Regions from separate parts of the Urocitellus parryii genome. Here region 1 is linked to region 2. Evidence: chromatin contacts called from public Hi-C data. All regions are on one chromosome and are shown on one strand. The core of a region is the stretch at or near the end of the contact, and the rest is flanking DNA. Distances in the headings are between cores, read along the strand shown.

The links. A called contact is a pair of places that touch in the nucleus more often than the background predicts.
Region 1: a contact with region 2 is called in a Hi-C map of muscle, with 2.8 times the contacts expected there. The contact joins the promoter of Cc2d2a here to the promoter of LOC113193428 in region 2. A contact is called at or near these places in 2 of 2 Hi-C or Micro-C datasets (liver and muscle).

Annotation. Positions count from the first base shown.
Region 1 is chr10:134,715,931-134,722,779 of mUroPar1.hap1, reverse strand. It overlaps Cc2d2a (coiled-coil and C2 domain containing 2A), which reads left to right and starts at 3,880. Exons shown (of 36, transcript XM_026403359.2): 1 at 3,880-3,918; 2 at 6,178-6,258. The coding sequence starts at 3,880.
Region 2 is chr10:134,318,661-134,325,486 of mUroPar1.hap1, reverse strand. It overlaps LOC113193428 (fibroblast growth factor-binding protein 1-like), which reads right to left and starts at 2,075. Exons shown (of 2, transcript XM_026404001.2): 1 at 1,542-2,075; 2 at 1,329-1,508. The coding sequence starts at 2,075. The coding sequence ends at 1,329.

The sequences.
Region 1 (6,849 bases), core at 2,631-5,130, 400 kb before region 2:
TTCTTCAACTAGAAGTAAACTGTCACTTTAAAAGAAAAAAAAAAAAGCCGCCCAATGACCTTCCTTGGGAACGCGTTGCTAAGCTGGTGTTTTCCTCCTGAGGCATGGCTGCAGCTTCCCGGGCTTCCCAGAGCAGCCCAGCCTCGCCCACACTCGGCCCTTCCTGGTCTAGAATATTCAGCGGCACACCCAGGCCATCTCCTCCACTCCTCTTCCATCCCAGAAAGCAGAATCTGCAAAGTGCCTTGTGTAAAGTTGCTTAAGGTAAACCAGTTTCTAACGGGACCAGGGCAGCAGCCAGGGTTTCCTGTTTTCACTTAGCAGCGGCTGGGAGTGCTGCGTTCTGTCTCTCCTTGGCTACGGGAGATGCAGAGTGGACTGAATTAATTGTAAATGGAGGGGCTCTCGTCACTGCTTGCTTTTGCACTTTCTGGAATGGGAATGTAGAGCATTACATGGGCGGCTTTGATGTGAGCTGCTGTCTGGTGTCTGGCTTGCAGGAAACGTAAATCCAGTTAATCATAGTCACGTGGATCCCTGAGTGGAAATCCTCTCTGACCAGCACTGTGCAAAACATTTGCTGGGTTTTGCATTTCTGGGCCTTTTAGTTCAAATTGGTTCAAGTACTAGTTATGGGCAGTTTCACTTTTCTTACCATTGGACCAAGAAAGGACTCAGCCACAGGGCTGAGGATTGCGTGCCTGCCAGAAGACCTCAGGAAGATTCCCTGGCCTTGGTTTCAACTGATTGTTCCCCTTTGTTGCAAAGAGGTGCTACGAAAAGCTAATAAAGTCTACGGGGAAATACACGTCTGCTATCACATTTTTATAAAAACTTTTCTGCCAAGAAATTCACTGGCAGAGTGAAATATCACTCTATAAGTATCTCCGAGAGCTCATTTATACGGTCACTCATTCAAGTATTTATGGAGCATCAACAATGCACCAGGCCATGGCTTAAGTTTAGAGTGTGCAAAAATGAATTAGACTGGGTCAGAAGCTGGGGGTTTGCTGGGAAGACAGCCCTATAAACAGGTAATAAGAAGCACAAGGAGCTGAGTGCCTTCAGCAGTTTGTGGGAAGGTTGAAAGCATTGGAGCAGAGCGGGCTCCTGACAGGGAGGGGCTTCCAGCACTTCAGTGGATTAGCACGTGCCACACAACACAGCACACACATATGGTACATGCATGCTCCGAATGCAGTATAGATTAAATTCATCTGATTAAATGATTCTACAAAACTATTTGTCACTAAATTTATGCTTTATAAAGCCATGGCTGGAATAACTTACAGAACTTGATAATAGATTCAAAAGAGGTGCATGTGACATCTCCTGTCCTCTTCACTGTCCCCAGAGTTCTTTTTTATGACAGAGGGTTCTGTCCCCTAAGCTCTTTTCCCTTCCCACTTATTTCTTTCACATCCCTTCTCTACTATCACCTTTTCTGATCTGTGTGTGTGTGTGTGTGTTTGTGTATTTGCTGGGGATCGAACCCAGAGGCTTGCAGTATACTAGCCATAGCCCCCTACCACCTTTTCTTAAAACCTACCCAAATAGAGAACCTGGTCCATGCTAGGCGTTTTACTAGACATCTATCACTGAGCCCCTATAAACCAGTTGCCCTTCAAGGGAGGAAGCAGGATCACAATTCTAGAGAGAAGCAAAGGCATTGTTCTAAGACCATGTGCTGCTCAGTAGAGCTCGCATTTGAGCACAGGTACATGGATTTTTTTTTTTTTTTTACAAAGGTCTCACTTTTTCTGTAAACCCAGGGTTTCACTATAATCAGATAATATATTATTATATCAGATAATATACAATGTTGTCTCTTTCCAATGCCGTCATTCCTTTCCCTGCCCCCTATAGGATTCCCAAAAGGTCCTCAGGATGAGGCTATAGTCTGCTGATGACCCTTAGGGACCATCCATTTGTTAGGGACCATCCATTTGTTCTGATGATGGTGTTAGTACTTTTCTTGAAAAATGTTTGGTTTTCTGCACTGAGTGAAATAAATCATTGATCTAACATAGCCTAAGCCCTTTATCGCATGTACAAAGCTTCACAGCTTTCAATGGTAAATATTTCCAGAATAATAGACTAGCCTAGAGTAGTTACTAATAACATGGCAAAAATAAGACTAAATGGTGAGACAGAGGTGGCAGCAAATGGGGAGGATTTTGGATCACACTCTTGAGGTCAAATTCTTATTTATTGTAATTAGGTATATATGACAACAGAATGCATTTTGATTCATTGTGCACAACTTTCCATTTCTCTGGTTGTACACAATGTAGCGTCACACCTAGCATAGTGATGTCCATCTCATTGCACCATCTTCCTGCCCCCATGATCTCCACCCCCCATTTGCCCAATCAAATTCTGAGTGTGACATTCAATAACTATGACCTTGAGCAAATCCTATAACACATCAGTCTTAGTTTCCTCTTGTATAAATTGGAGCATGTACTCCTAGGCCAGCAGAGTTATTGTAGGGAATAAAGAGGACATTTATCTAAAGAAAGCACAAAATAAGTGTGCAATAAATTACAGGTCCTGTTTTGATGTTGCCAATAAGATTATATTAATAAGTGCCCAATGCAAACAGGGATGATAAGTGGCATGTTAAAGTTGAGTGGTGTTGATTTATCTCTTCTTAGCAACAGTGTTCATGAGAAAAATAAATTCTGGTGTCATTTGATTTCCTTAGAAACACATTCAAAGGTAATGATCAGGAAAGAATATGGAGAAAAAAACAACCCTGATACATTTTTCATATCTATTTCTTTCTTCCATGTGTAATATATTTATTTAGAGAGAATCATTTTTTACGTGCTAAAATACTTCACAGTTCTTTTTCCTTTTCCAGTTAATAATGACCAGAGCAGTTGATTGAGAGCTTTCTTTTCCTTTAGCATTCCCCACTCATCTGCTATTGATTACCCTCTCAACTTTTTTTTTCCCCCGATCTAGTTTCTCATTTCTCTTCTGGTTTTCTTATCGGTGCATCATAGCTGAACATAATGGTGAGGTTTGTTGTTGCCTATTTGTAACAATATAATTTGGCCAATATCATTCCCGGTATTTCCCCTTTCTCCCTTTTGCTTTTTATTCCTTGTGAGGTGTCTGTGTGGAAGACAACAGAATTTCAGATCCTTTCCCTTTTCCATGCTAATTCCTAGGGAGGGTCCGGGAGACCTTGAACACCTCAGACAAGCTGCTTAACTGACCAAGTCCTGGGAAGATTTGGGATATTAGGCCTGAGCCTGGTGTTCCTCCACGTGTTCTCTCCTAGCACCAAGAGGAAGGCTCTAAAGGGTTCCAGAACATGGCCTTGAAGAGGCAGCCAATCAGTAGTATTAGGCATTCATCAGATAAATATAAACTGAGGTGTGTGCTGTGGTCTAAGGCTCTGGGTGTAAATAATGAAGAAAATACTGTTTCTGCCCTGTTACAAACACATTCTAGTGGTGATAGGCAGATGTTAACCTGACTCTTATAGTCCCTGATCTCATCTCTTTGCTTAGGAAAATGAGAACCAAGATCAAGGGCAGAGGGTGAGCAGGGATAGAAAGGTGAAGGTTTAAGGGAGAGAAGGTGTGATGTTGTCCTTCCAGAGCTGGATTCCAACCAAGGTCATCTGACTTCAGGACTGTGTGCCCTGAAGCCAGGGTCATGGGGGCAGGGGAGTCTGGCATTCCCCTTCTCCTCTGGTGCTTCTTTCCACCAGTCCTGGAATCTGCAAGTATCCCCGGTGGACAGAAATTCTCCTCCGCCTAAGATCTAAGGCATATGCATTGATGTTAAGAACAATATGACATTGACTTCAAAATGCCTGACTTCTTCATTGTTCTTTCTCTTCAGAGATCTATCACAGACAAAATGAATTCCAGGGAAGAAAAAATAAAAATAATTTCAGAGGTAAGTCATTACTGACAGGGCCCCTTGGGATATTTTGTATGAGGAAGTTAAGGCCGATAACAAGCATTTATCACATGTGTTAAAAGGAAAGCCTTAGATAAATTAAATTTGACTGAGTTTGAACAAAGAACAATTCATGAGCAGAACAACCTCAGAACCAGAGGAGGTTCAGAGAGGCCCCTGGACACGTGGGCAGGCAGCATGTAAGGACAGAAAATGGAAGCGAAGCTTGGGAACAGCTCGACTCGTCACAGCTCCGAGTTGCCTTAGGTGAACGTGGTCTGATCACCTGAGCTTAGCTGCCATGATGGGTGTTACAAAAGTACTGAGGCTTTTGATTAGTTGACATGCTAAGGGGGGTTGTAGTTTGTCAAGTACGAAGGGACTCAAAGTACGAAGGCGTCCTCAGACCAAATTTAGTTTAATTGAACACACAGGCATGAAGTGCAGAGGTGGGTAGATGTGAGGCCAGCCTCCCTGTGGGCACTCTGGGTCTTACCTCCGCCTGAACCCTCTGAAATTAATTTGACATCATTTCATGAATTCCAATCCACCACAGCTTAATTTACTACCTGTTTCTGGAGCCCAGCTCTGCCTGAAGCACCTTGATTTCCTTAAGAATTCAGAATGAAGGTCACAGTGATAGATCATAATGCTAATAAAACTATCCCAGGAGTCTTGCGATTTCTGACTCATGGTATACAAAAACTCACTGCCAAGACCAGAGAAGGAAAGCTGTGTACAACTGGAAACAGTAGACCACTGTGATCCTGTGTCCTTATTTCTCCACTGGCTGAGGGGCTCACCATCTTGAGCCCACAGAGACGGAAATGCAGACAGTGTGCTGTCCCCTGTGTGGTGCACTAAAACACATGAGGGAGCTCAATTTAAAACTTTGCACATTAACTTTAAGCAAAATATCAAGTACGAACCAACCACATAAGTTTCTTCATGTGTACAACAAATATATTCTCTGCCTTTTGTCCCTGGGGATAAAGTGGTGACCCACATTTCATCTTACTAGAAGTCCTATGGACAGTTTGTCATTTGGTCAAGGATTAAAACATTAGAAAGGAAAAGATGACCTAGATTTCTCACAAGTCCGTTCTCAGCCAATAAAAATTTAGAATTGAATCTAAAACCATACTTACACACCTTGATGTTATCACCTCCTTACAATCAAACTGGTGAATCATGGAGCTAAGAATACTCCCCATCTGGTGAGCCCTGAGGAAAGGAGGCCAGAAAGAGGTAAGGCCTCTACCCAGAACTTGAGGAAGAGAGATCGGTCACATGCACTAAGGAAAGCCCCAACCTGGCTCATTCTCTGTGGGGGCCTCAGCTCTGTTCTCTGTAACTGAAGTCCACACCTTCCCTAACCCCAACAACCAAGGGAAGTGAGGAGTCACTGGGGCCTGGCCCAGTGAAAGTTGAGACCTTATATCATATCATTAACATCCAGGTTTTGTGTTGCAACTTTGTCCCAGTACAAAACCAAAACATTTCCCAACTTTAGAAAGAGAAGATTCATGAGTTGGGGTACCAGGGAGAGAGGTTCTGTGATTGTCTTGCAGCTTCTTGTTCACTTATGCCCCAGTCTGCCAAACTCTAGGACAGAACAGTAAAAGCTTGGGCACTTTAGAGCTTCCAGTTGTAACACCTGATGTCTAAAACCTCAGAAGGCATAATGTGCAAAAAAGAGAATGACATTTGCCATATTCCCTTTTCAAAGAAATCAGCCAAAATATCCTCTAACTTGGGGCTTTCATAATGATTTACTGCATTTTTACTTCTCCCCACGTGCTGGTGAAGTTGGGAAGCAGAAAAACCAACCCACGAGACCCCAAATATGACTCTCACATCTGTCCTGGGCTATGGTTCTCCATCCTTCCTGGCAGATTCCTTTGTCACTTTTCTTAGAATGTGAATTTTTGAAAGTGGGGAGCGTGTTTTCTTCTCTGTGCTGCCAGGACCTGGAACACAATAAGTGCTCGATAAATGTTATCAGCCTGAATGAGGGCCTGTGACCATGGAAAACCCTACACCACCTCATTCACAGTCATTCAGTTTGGATACAAACTGTCAAGACAGGTCTCTGGTGAAGGGTGGACAGTGGTGGCTACTTAGATTGTTAACCGTTCCTCCCTCACATTGAACGTGAGTGGATGGAGGCCCAAGGTCAAGACCGTGATTTGGAAAGCACACCCCTCTTTCCCTCTCTTAACACTCTCCTTCTCTTCCGTTTGCATTTTAACAAAGGAGTTCACTGAAAATGAGGAGGACGTGGATGTGGGAAGTCGGAAGAAGAACCCAAAGGGTCAAAGACCAAGAAAGAAACGGGTAGGAAGTGAAGAGAAGCCCTGTTTGCATGTTGGTGCCCTTGATCAACCTGCCTGCGTCCCCCCCAACCCCGCTCCTGGGTGCCACAGAATCTTCCCAGGGAAGTGTTCCTTTTGGGGTACCAATTTGGGGCTCACTCTGGGGAACAGTGAGACAGGGATGCAAATAGATTGTCCAGTGTGCAGGACCCTGGCGGGGAGCTTACAGATAGGTGATCCTCATAATCAGGACATGGTCCATACTCGGAGATTTTTCCCTGTAAGTTTCCTCCAATCTCCTGAGAGAGAAGTCTAGAAACAGGGAAGCAGCCCATCATGTTAGTGTTGTTGCCGAAGGCCATAAACCAGCACAGGCGGTAGATGGCAGTGCAGGATTACAGATCTCTGGGAACTCCCTCTTTTTCCAACTCCAAGCCCGAATTCCGCTTCAGCCTGAGCCAGAGGCCGATTCCTATCTCCCGGGTCTGCTGGCTGTCCCTCCCCCACCTCTCTGCAGGAGTTCCCTTCTTAGGCTGGGAGCATCCCCAAGCAAGATAAGCCTTTTCCAGGTAAATCAATTCCCTTGGTAAGGAGCTGCCCTCCTCTGAGAAGG
Region 2 (6,826 bases), core at 826-3,325:
GTTGGTGGTGACAGTCAATGCCTTTGTGAGGCCATTCTCTGTGGGTGCTCTGGTGGGTAGTGACTATAAGGGGCTCTGCTTGCCCGCCACCTGTCCTCCCTCCCCACTCCATCACAGGATGCTAAAGAGCAGGGTTTCCTTTGTTTTTGTTTCTGAACCAACTCTGGCTCTTCCCTGTCCCTCTTGGTGGAATGGTGACAGGGTGTTGGGGAAGTCTATGCTTTCTCCTTCACTCCTAACACACTTTCAGATCCTTCCTACTAATGTGTAAATGGCGCACAGCCACCTCCTCCATGCATCCCATCCCACTCCAACCACCCAGCTTTCCCAGCTTCTGGAATGTTCATATCTTTTTGATGTCATCCATGCTGTCAGATGACTAAAATGCCTCCACTCTGTCCCCAATTCATTCCCAAAGAAGTTCTGTCCAAACCCAGTCCTAGTATCCCCCTACTCAACCCCAGATTTTCCAGTAGTTTCTATCTCTCCTCTCTGGTTTCCCACTCAGCCTTCTCCTTTTTCCATTATAGTCCTCAACACAGGGCACTAGGCTTAACCAAGACTTTCTCCCCCAACCCAGAAACAAGTTCCACATGAGGAAGAATTCTGCATATGGTGGGAAGGGGGAGATCGGGCAGCTCTGGCTTGAGTCTTCAAGTCTGTGGTTTAGCTGCCAGAACTCCTGGGTTCCAGTCCTACCTCCCCTCTTACCATCTGAGAGACCTTGCCACATTACTCAATGCCCACTGAAAATGAGACCCTAGGTATTGCATTTCAGAAAGCGTTAAATACCACCGACCATCGGATAAAACTGTAAAGAGGCAACCTGGACAGGGTCTTGTGAGGGGATGGCTTGGGATGGGTGGAACTGGAAGTCATCATTAGGTCTTTTTCCATTCATATAGGGAGGTCTGTTAATAACGAGCCATAAACTTGTTTGGAACCAGAGACCTAGAAACCAAACAATGGCCGAAGGTATTTCTGAGAACACCCAGATCTTTATTATCTTTGTTAATTTGGCAGAAAATGCCTCAGACTGAAATCTCACTGAGGTTCGCTCAGTTCAAATGCAAGTCTTTGCTGCTCCTATGCACACAGCCTTGTGGACCATGGAAATACAGTGATATACACAGTCTTTGAGACTCACAACCAAAGAAATGGAAAGAAAGCAAATTCCAGAACACAAAAACAAAAGTATAAAAACTGTTTAAATATTGAACTGTGCTCCATAACACAAAAGTTCATATCTTGTGGGAAACTTGGAGAATTTTCCACCATGGGGGAGGGGCGGGTGGGCGCTTAGGATGCAACTGTCCCTTTTGACCTCGTTAACATGTTGTGCTCTGAAACATGGTGAGGAAGAAGTTGCAGAAGGAGCTCCAGGAGTCCCCGCAGAACTCCAGGGCAGTCTTCCTCTGGTTCACCACATCTGGGTCCTCCATACACTCCGGACCTTTGACGGCCACAGTCTGAGTCTCTGCTGGGCTGGACTGGATGTTCTCTTTGACCTCATTTGGCTCCAGGGCGGAAGGGCTGGTGACCTCAATATGCTCCTTGGGGGACAGCTCTGTTTTCTCCTTTCTGGGCTTCTTGTTCTCATACAGAGTGGAGTTTACCAACTTGAGATTGGATTCTGGAAACTGCTTTTTGCACACCCTGGTCTTCAGGACACTCTTGGAGTTCTCACATAAGTTCTTCTGTTTGCGCAGCGTCCGGACAATTTGTTTCCAATAGGCCTTCTCATTATTGAGCTTGAGGCATTTAGTTGGCTTTCCGGCAAAGACACAAGAAAACTCCTGGTCCATTCGAGTGCACTCCACTTTCAGGGTGATGACCAGCTCCTGCTCAGTCACTGACCATCTGCAGGAAGCTTGGTCTTTGGTGGCAAACTTGCCATTGGTCATGGACTTGGATGTTCTGCTTCTCTGCTTACTCTGGCCCTCGCCCAGAGGAACTGATGGATCTCCTTCTGGTATGCTGCCCCGTCTGTTCTTTGTTCCATTTCTGACCTTTGCTGAGAGCACTTGAGCAGCCAGGAGGAGAAATGAGAGGAGGGCAAGGCTGTGGATCTTCATGGCTTCAGCTGGGCAAGCACCTGTTGGATGAAAGGCAGGGACTCAGTGCTGGGCAGCAGTTGAGTGTGCAGGATTGCAGGCTGGCCTCCTTGCAGCCTGATCCGTGTCTGCCCACTTTAGGAGGAGACCAGAAATCTGTCTGGCTCCTGAAATCACTAGATGAGTAGCCTGTCTGCTCCCACTTCCACTTGACCTGAGCCTTTGAGTGGCAAAATGTTACCATTCTTCATCCCTCACCACTCTCAGAGCCTCCCTAACTCTCCCACTCACTCACTCAGTTACTCCTGCACTTGCCCCACCCTTCAGTCACTCATTCAACAAGCATTAATTGAGCACCAACAATGGGTCATGCACTATCCTAGCTGTTGATCACACCACACTGACTGAGAAAACCTCGTGTCTTAAAGAGCTCAGAGCCTGCCCTTGGAGAGATTTAAATAGCCTTGACCATGGAGTTGGTCTTGGACAAGTCACTCTCCCACTCTGGGTCTCAGGTCCTTTACCTGGAAATCAAGGTGTTGAATGAAATAGTCAAACCCTTCCTTAGTTCCAATGTGCTGACTTTCCACCTCACAAGTCTGCACAGACACAGATGACCACAAAATCAGAAAGGATGTGGCAAGAGCCATAGAAATGTCATAAAACGTGATGTTGACTCAGAGGCTGAACCTGCTCAGGGTTTGACACCTGGAGCTGGGTGGTGCTCTGGGGTAGAGGGAATATTACCGAAGGGAGGAGGATCCCCAGGAAAGGCACGAAGGTGGGAGGTCATTGGACATGACAGGGCAGAGTGAACCCAGGTGGAGAGGGATGGACTTCAAGCCGAATGCTTAGACCACAATCTGAAGGCAAGTGTGGTGCCCATTGGCTTCCGGAGCCCTGTGGTGGCACAGTGCTGGGCAGACACAAAACCTTTAATCCAGGTGTTTTGAAAAAAAATTCCTTGGATCCAGAGAATGACCTTGAATGCTGGACTAAACTCCATGGGTTTTATCAGGTGAACAATAAAAGAAAAGAAAAAAAGCCACACCTCAAAGAATCCCAGGTCTATCTGACACCCACTAAGTGCTGAGCTTTGTTCTAGCATTTGATTCTCATCCTGTTTAATCTCTACAAGAACCCGGCCCCATCGCTATTCGTCTGTCACTCACAGTAACAGCTGTGACAGTTAGGGCTCAGGCAGGTGAAGCCGGCGGTGACAAAGCTGGTAGGGCCGGCCAGACCACATCTCACTGGGTTTCTCCCACCCCTCCTTGGTCACTTCTCGCTTTCACCTTCACTCTGATCTTCAGAAAATACTAGCGAGGAATCAGAAAACTCTCAACGGTCTGGTTTGGCCATACTGACAGGATTATTCAGATCATTTGTTTTGTGGTTGTTTTTTTTTTTTTCCTTTTTTCACTTTTTTTTTTCCTTTTTTCACGTATTGAATTTTGTTTGAAAAAGGGAAAGCCCCAGGAAACAGCTATGATCTCATTTGCACCTGGGGGTTTGCCCACCCACTGAAGTCATGATAGGGAGACCATCACCCGAGTCTGGGCTAAAGCAATGAAGCTGCCCAGGGCCCTGGGACTTGGCTCTTACTTGTCCATCAAGGCATCTGGACTCAAAAAAGCCAGATCCTCATGTGGGGTGAGAACTGGGGGCAATAGTGAAGTCTTAAGAGAGCCAGACCCTTACCTTGCTCTGAGTATGCAGATCCAGGGCGACCCCGGTGTGGGAGCGGTGGCAGGCTGGCAGTCCTCTGAGACGCAGTGCAAGGTAGGGTCGGCTATTTATAGGAGCCCACGCCTGGGTTTTTACAGCACTCAGACTTGAGCAGCTTTGCTCACACTCCTCCCAGCCACGCCCCTCAGATGGAGCCAGTTCCTACAGGGAAAGTGCTGGGTGGAATCCAGTGAGCAGGGGGTTACACGTATGCCATTAGACATGCTTCCTGCAGGCCTCTCCCCTTCCACCCAGCAGCCAGGATAGAGGCAGAGCTCAGCCTTGCAAACCTCCTTGATAAGGCAAGCACCTAACAATGATATCCCAAGGGAATAAATTAACTGTAACTACATTACAGCTGTGAAGCCCTGAGCCCATTCCTAAGAGCTCATTCCTGCTCCTCCTCACCACCACCCAAGGATGCCTCTTCCCATTTTACAGAAGGAGACAGTGGCTCTTGGAAATATCCAAGGGCTTGCTCAAGTTCACCGAGGTAGGAAAGGGGGAGTTCCAAATTTAAACCAGGACTCTCAGCGTCTGTATTCTGTCCTCTTCCCACCTGCCAGTCTCAATAAATACTTGGGGAATGAGTGACAGAAGTGGCTGAAGCTTCTTGGTTTCTCAGTCGTTTTCACTGAGCCATCTGAAGTTACTGCGTGGGCAGCGGAATCTGTGGGCCCTGAGGCTGGTTAAGAGGGAGTCCTTAATACTGGAATTCCTATTGAAAATATTCCTTTCCAGGTTGCATGAGGGATCTCACTCTGGCCATCCAGCTGGAAGTACAGTTTTACACAAGAATGACCGAGGTGGGGAATGATTTCGGTGAACTGTGTGACTTTATCCAAACTACTTGACTTAAACTCCTGTGGATGATCTCAGCACCTCATTTAGGACTGCATACTGATTTTTTTTTTTAATTACTGGAGCTGAGCTATTAACAAGTGACACAGAACAGTTTGGGTTCATAATAATTTCTTAAGCTGCGTTCTTTGAAAACAGACATTATATTATCACCTATGCATTATTTTGAAAATGTTCTTCATTTTAAACTTTTGTGTCTTTTAATTAGATTGGAGTTTTGTTGTTCTCTTTACCAGAGAGTTTTAAATAATGAATGCAACTTTTTTTTTGAGAGTCTAAATGATATGAACACAATTGATTACCACCACCAATGGAGCTGATAACTGAATGTGTGTCTCATCTGGTGTGGTCACTGGCATGCAATTTCAAGTTCAAGGCTGACTTTACTCTCTGGCTTGTTACTACATATAGTTTCTTGACCTAGAGGGTTGGCCCTGTTGGAGCAGTCACCAGGGATTATATGAGTGGGTGTGCTGGGGTTCTTAGCTGAGTCCTAACCCTGCAATAACACCAGTGAAGGCTGTCAAAAATCAATCCTTTCTTCAAAAGTGTCTTTGTGAACAGACTGAAAATGCTGAGTTGCTGCATTCAAGCAATATTAATTCATTTCGTAAAATATTATGCATTCCAAACTTCTCTTGTTAGAGAAAATGGAGATATTGGCTAAAGAAATATCAGTAAAATCTAATCAGTTTGGAAAAAAAAAAACAAACTCATCTTAGACTCACCCTAGAGAGTTTGCTTCCAAATTGAAAGTGCTTATTAGTCATGAGCTTTCGGAATTTCCTGTTCAGCAAATTCAATGAGACACAGTGCTGAAGTTTTACTTCTATAGAAAATTAAGATACAGCAAAATATTGGTATTATAGCTTTGGTTATGAAATCATAAAAATCTATTAAAATTCATTTACCTTTATAAGAATGATTTTTCAAAACACAAATATATTACCCAGAAATACCTCCATAAATATGTACACTGATCAGCTTTTTCACCCTTTCTGAATTTTTTGAAACTTTGTTTGTAAGGAAATCATTCTTAAACAGCAAGTATCCTTTAAAGAGGTCTGACCCTTTGGACAAAATTTTCACCACACACACATACCCCTTCCTGTATGTGCACACGGATGCCCTCACATGCATGTGCTTGCACACTGGCATGTGTGCCTACAGGTCTATGCACACGCTATTGTGCACACATGGAACACAACTCACAAACACACACACACACACAATTGTGTAATTGCCTTTAGGCCACCTCATGGGACAGAAGAAGGTTCTAGAGAGGCTCCCTTTTCAATTTTCAATAAGCCCATGTGTGTTACAATGAGTGCCAATTGCCCCACTGGAAATCTGGAAATGTCAGAAGATGAGTACCCTCTTTCTGGGTGGTCAGACTGGGGGTCGCCACGCACCCTGACATCTGACCACGTTACTTCCATTGCATAAACGGGTGAAAAGGTTTAGCTAAAAACCCCAGAAGACATCTCTGAAAAGTCTCCTATGGGCATCCAGACAGAAGTGTATCAACCCACAGAGCCAAAGGACCCACACATCAGTGTTCTGTTTAGGAGAAGACAGGGAGGCCCAGGAGATAGAACCGTGATTGGTTCCATAAGGAAAAGGACTGGACTCTAAGACGAGCTACTTAGTCATTCCTTTATTTGCTAATTCCTTCATTTGTCCAAAGAACCTTCATGAAGCACCTGCTATGACCAGACCCTCTCAGTTACTGGATGGCTGAAAATGCAGTCAAGAGTGACAGTCCTTGTCTTCAAAGAGAAGACAGACAAGGTGAAAATAATAAGTTTATAAATGAAAATACAGGGGTTGGTTGGAATGTTGGAGGGCAGCCTGGGGTGCTATGGGTGGGGACATCATATCCAATCAAAGGGGCAGAGAATAATTTACCAGGAGTCCACAGCTGCAGAGACAGCTTCATGGCAAGGGAAATGGATTGCTATTGATTCAGCCATTGTCCCATGGCTACTGTATGTGCAGGGCAGTAGGCAGGCACCGGAAGGAATACCAAGGTGAATATGGCTTGGCTTCTTCTTCACCTGGCCAGTGTAGCCTTCACCATCAGAGGGCTGCTGTGGTGGCGTTATCTCATCACTCTGATGTCTTCACATCATGTTAAGGAAATCTGAGGTGACATCATACCCAGTGGTGAGCTTCAGAGCCTG